Regions from separate parts of the Rattus norvegicus genome. Here region 2 is linked to region 1. Evidence: chromatin contacts called from public Hi-C data. All regions are on one chromosome and are shown on one strand. Each heading gives the region's core, a stretch centred on a gene start, on an enhancer-like site or on the middle of the called end of the contact. The rest is flanking DNA. Distances are from core to core; before and after follow the strand shown.

Region 1 (2,700 bases), core at 150-2,649:
TTCAGACTACATAGAGTAGTGGGCTTCAACCTGTGAGTCGTGACCACCTTTGGGGGTCAAACGACCCTTTCACAGAGGTCACCTGAGACCACTGGAAAACACGCGTATTTACGTTACGGTTCATAACAGTAGCAAAACTGTAGTTACGCAGGAGTGATGAAAATAATTCTAAGATCGGGGGGTCAGCACAAGATGAGGAACTGTATTACAGGGTCACAGCATTAGGAAGGTAGAGAGACACTGCTACAGAAGGTAAGAAGGCAGTTTGAGACTTCTGGGAGTTGGGACCAGCCGCTACCCTTCTCTTCAGGATGGATACCTACCTGCCGGGGGCTGCTATTCCTCTGTTGGGTGGTAGTCCTCACTCGGGGGTCATCATCCTGAACGATCTCCCCATTGGCCAAGATCCTCACCATTCTCCCTAGACGCTGTGAATTTCTGCTGGGCTGGACCTGCAATAAAAGCTGATTGTTGTCTAGAGACTGCAAACAGATCTTTCCCCTGACCTCAAAGGGCCTGCTACAGATAATGGGTTAATCGAGAGAGGATGTTTTTCAGTAGCGGTCATATGGTAACCCACCCTTGGCAGGTGCTTGTCCTATTAATGAAAACAGGTAAAAATAATGCAAGCAAGGAAGGGGGAGGGGGAGGGGAGGTCGGTCCCAGGGCCCTGGCCAAGTTGTGCACACCCATAATCAGCCACTAGGACTCCAGGAAGTACAGACTGGAAGGTCAGGGGTTAAAGGTCAGCTTCAGCTAAGTGAAACCCTGCCCCAAAAAAGAAACAAGAGGGAAGGCAGTATTTTGTATGCTAACTTAAAAGAAAAGAAAAGAAAAGAAAAGAAAAGAAAAGAAAAGAAAAGAAAAGAAAAGAAAAGAAAAGAAAAACAAGAAACGGGGTTAGGGCGCGGTTTCAAAGCATTGCCAAAAGCCAAAAGAGCAAGGGCTAAGGATCTGTCTGAATCCCCTAAGGTCACCACCCGGTGGCAGAACCCGGGGCTGGGGAGGGCGGACCTCCGCTGCAGAGAGCACCCCCCCCCCCCCCCCGTCCCATGGCTGCAGGGAGCACCCATGCTAAAGGACGAGGTTCATCCCTCCCACCTCACGGGGTGTGAGCTGCAACTGCAGCTCCAGCTCTGGGGGACCCCAGCTTTGCAGCTCTACCTGCCAGGCCAGGCCCTGTCACCCAAGGAGCTCCTCCGTGCTCCTCTCAACGCTCTACCTGCCGGGGCACCTAGGCAGGCTGGGCCAGGGGAGGAGCGCAGCGTGGAGCGCCAGGGTCGCGGTTCCGCGCGGCGTCATCCCGCAGGCTGGGCCACCCGTGCCCCTGCAGCACCTCGGTCAGGCGTGGCTCCAGGGCCCGCAGCGGTGGGGAGGGGCGCGGACCCGGACCCGGCGCCAGTACCACCCACCTGCGCGCACCGCTCTCCGGGCTCGACGTCCAAGGGCGGCCGCTTCCTCCCACCTGACTTTACAGGAAGCGCGCACCGCGGGGCGAGGCCCGGCAGGATCCCTCTGCCGGCTGCCGGGGGAACTGCAGCTGCGCAATGGGAGAGGGAGGAGAAGGAGGGAGAAGGGAGGGCGAGGAGTTAGTTGCTAGACTAGGGAAAGGAGAAAGGAGGAGGGAGAAGGATTGGGATGGGGAAGAGGACAAGGGAAGAAGAAATCACATAAAAGCCCAGGACCGGGATGTCTCGGTTGGGACAAGAGAAGTAGACCGGGATGTCCCGTTTGGTGGAAGAGAAGTAGGCACAAACTGAGCCTACAGGTTTACAAATCTGCTCAGATCTACCCAGGTAACTCTGCCAGTGTCACTTGAGAAGGACCCAGCCCCGTCCTTCAGGAGCTCTAAGCACCCAAGAGGCCACGAATCATAGGACAAGTTCAACCAATTTGCAGCAAGCTTCTCTAAGACGGTTTTTGAAGCGAGATCATCAGATTAATTGTTGACCTCCTAGTGAGTGGATGTAGTGGGGAGGAGAAAAGAGGGATAGACAGTCTAAGGAAGGCAGAGACAGGGAAGAGAGAGGGGACTGGGGGGAAGGAGAGAGAGGGGACAGGGAGAAGACTGAGCTTCACAGCCTGATGACTTGAGTAGGATAACTGGAACCTGTGTGGAGGAAGCAGGGGGCCTCACTCCCTTACAACCCTCCGACACTATGCTGGTAGGAATGCCGAGACAGTGTTGCTACCTCACAGGGTGGAAATCTAGGTCAGGCATCTGGGGTGCGGGCTCTTCGCACCGTACTTGCCCTGAACAAGGTACCTATCATCTAAGTCTTGCTAAGTAGCTTTCCTAGCTTTCTGACTGAGAGGAGCAGTCTTAATCGCCTGTTTCGAGGCTGCTGATATTCTTGCATAAAGAGAAACCAGAGGGTCCCTCCAGTTAAGGGTTGTCATCCCCCAGGTCCCAGGGGCCCAGTGTGCCTGCTCCACTCTGATTTCAAAGTCTTGTTTTTGTTTCACACTTGATGTCCAGGGATGGTTGCTGTGTTTAATAGAAGAACAGGGGAGAGTGCATCTACCCCATCTGGCTGATGCAGATTTTCAAGCTTAAGAGTTACAGTAACAAAGACGCTGTGATGGAGACACAAGGACTCACAAAACAGCAAGCAGCACCAGAACGAACCTAACCACTGGGATTTATAATGAGGTGAAAGTATAGAAAATTAAGAGCAACCCCTCTCCTTTCTTCTTTTA
Region 2 (2,700 bases), core at 131-2,630, 75 kb after region 1:
AAGTTTCCCGAACAGTTTTTTGTTTTGTTTTGTTTTTTTTAATTTTCACAGGAAGCCAGCGTCCCTGAATGCACTCTTGTTGTAACAAAAATCTTCAAAACTAAAGCCCATGTGGGTGAGGAAAGGGACTAGTCTTGAGGGTTCTTCTGTTATATTTTTAAAGATTTATTTAGTTTATGAATACAATGTTGCTGCCTTCAGACACACCAATAAAGGACATCAGATCCCATTACAGATGGTTGTGAGCCACCATGTGGTTGTTGGGAATTGAACTCAGGACCTCTGGAAGGGCAGTCAGTGTTCTTAACCACTGAGCCATCTCTCCAGCCCCTTGAAGGTTATTTTCTATTCTTGGGAGACAAGGTGGCAAGATGGCGTCCTTGGCATTGGGTAACAGAAGGGTGCCATAGTAGGTGAACCCTGAGACTGGCTGGCAGGGCTCTCTCCCTGGGGATTTATTTTCTTTGTCGGTTAGAGAGCATATAGGAACTGGGGCCTGTATAGGCACCAACCTCCATCCCAGAGAAAGAGAATGACAGAGTCCCCAGGCTCTGGTCCCAAGCCCTCTGGGTGTCCCAGCCATATTACTGTACCATGGGGGTCTGCCCTCTCCTCTGGAAACGGAAAGATACTGAGAATAGCTGAAGCCAGAGCCAGAAGGCTCACCACACAGCCCTGTGTCCTGATCAAAGGGGCTCAGTGAGACCAAGGAGATAAAGAACTTCCAGTCCCCAAATTCCATAAATGGGGTGTGGCGGAACACATCTGAAGTCCCAGCATTCCTCAGTATGAAACAAGAATCTGAAGTTTAAGGTCATCCTTGGTTACACAGTAAGTTTGAGGCCAGCCTGGGCTACATGAGACGCTGTCTCAACAACCAAAGGGAGATGGGCAGAAGCGTCCATAGGGAGCATGGGGGGCAGCAGCCCAGCCATGCGTGGTTTTGCACACCTAGGGGAGTCTGTCTATACACATAGATAAGCAGTCCTGAGCCTCAACAAGTTATTAACTGTGCCTCTGTTTCCATATTAACAAAATTAAGATGATAGAGATGACTACAAACAGCTGTGAATATCAAAAGTTATCACTTATGCTAAATGTTTAGGTCTGGCCTCGACTGGCCTCTGCCGTGTTCATGGTCACAGTGCTCTTTTTTAAGCCCTGCCTCCACCCTTCCTCCTACAGAACCCAAGCTTCTCTGGTGAGAGGAATTTCCTACCTCAGGCTTAGTTAGATTTGAGATTTTTGTTTTATATCTATTGCCCTGTGTAAGAATCTCACAGAAAACCTAGAAACCCCCCCCCCCCCGTAGGGTTAGGATGACACACGCTTGGGTTGACTGTTCCTGCAAGGCCAGCTGTCTCCAGCAGGGGGCAGCCAGCACCAAGCTTTGCTTAGCATGGGTCCTTGTCTACAGTCTACAGATCCCTACCACGGTTACTTTCTATAGCGCGGGTAATCTTGTATCCACCGTTCTCTTTCCTGACCCCTGGATTTAGCTACTTCTCCATGTAACCATTTCTGTACTTGTAGAGCCTCAGTTTCCCCTAGTGTGTGAAATACCAATGCTGTCCATTCTTCCTCCCTGACCTCAGTGTCCCAAGCTATACCAATCTCCACCCCCCACGCCCCTCGAGGCAGCCTTCTTTCAACCGGACAAGAGCCTTCCAAATAGCACAAGTGAATGACCATTCCAAAAATCACATCTTTATTGGCCAATTAATGAACTGACTGGGAGGGATGAGTGGACTGAATTGGCGGTGGCTAGTTTTGAGTAGCCAGAAACTCTTGTTAATTGTATACAAAAGATGGTTATTAAAAAAAAACAAAGCATGTAGAAAATGGGTGGGTGGAGCAGGAGCCTTCCAGAGGACTCAAGGCACCTGGGAATTTGAGACACGGTCCAACCTCACGTCAAGAGCAGTGTGCTGCTCCCAGCACTTCCTGCCCCATTGAACAGATGCACTCCCTTCTCTCCTTTAAAAAAAAAAATCACTGCAAAACTGCCCTCGAAGGGGCAACATGACCACTGGCCAAGGCACTGCCAGAAATAAAAAGAGCCCACACTGAGCCCCGAGCTTCCTTCTCTGGGGCTCAGAACTGTGGCTGGGCCATCCCTGTTCCCCGGGATCCCACAGGGTTCCGCTTTCCCCTGGGAGGAGTGGCCATCAGACACCATACACAGGCACATACACCCTGGGCTTTGGTCAGTGCCGTGGGCGGGCAGAGGAGCTGCAGCTGGTCCTGTCCAGCTTGTGTAGACGTAGATGCACTTTGCAGTACAGTCTGGCTGGGGCTACTGTGCCAGGCCAGGTCCTAATCGGGATAGCACAGACAGCATCCAGTGCCTGCTGTGTCTGTGCTAGACTTGGCACCAGGTCCCAGCAATCCATCCGTGACAGAGTGCTCCAAGATGATGTCCTCCACACGGGTGATGTATAGTAGTGTTAGCAGCACACCAAGAAACTGAGGACAGAGAGGGAGGCGGTGAGAACCTGCTGGCATGTAGACAACCCTCCCTGGCAGTTCCCTCCGGGGGAACTGGGCAGGGGAAATCAAGACATCCCAGCACCCACTGCCCAGATAGCCCAGGCTGGACCTCTTCTACCTTTCTCGGGAACATGGAGACTTCCTGCCCCTGTGCCTTAGCATAGCCCCTCTATGCTGCGTCTTCTACCTCTATCCCAGTTCTGCCACACC

Evidence for each region. Hi-C and Micro-C count contacts between places; a contact is called where the count stands out from the background.
Region 2: a Hi-C map of hepatocytes shows a contact between it and region 1, with 2.1 times the contacts expected there. The contact joins the enhancer-like site here to the promoter of Fam241b in region 1. A contact is called at or near these places in 12 of 12 Hi-C or Micro-C datasets (the A7r5 cell line, the Rat2 cell line, Schwann cells and 7 more) and 1 of 1 datasets of contacts at active chromatin or transcription factors (oligodendrocytes).

The regions. Positions count from the first base shown.
Region 1 is chr20:30,596,445-30,599,144 of GRCr8, forward strand. It overlaps Fam241b (family with sequence similarity 241 member B), which reads right to left and starts at 1,400. Exons shown (of 3, transcript NM_001127452.1): 1 at 1,165-1,400; 2 at 324-452. The coding sequence starts at 416.
Region 2 is chr20:30,671,586-30,674,285 of GRCr8, forward strand. Tspan15 (tetraspanin 15) reads right to left here. Exons shown (of 8, transcript NM_001115032.1): 8 at 1,686-2,466. The coding sequence ends at 2,317. Among named protein-coding and RNA genes, the nearest start is that of Tspan15, 45 kb to the right of the region's middle. Within about 2 kb of position 1,381, at least 7 of the 93 cell types and tissues checked have an H3K27ac peak or open chromatin away from gene starts, as enhancers often do.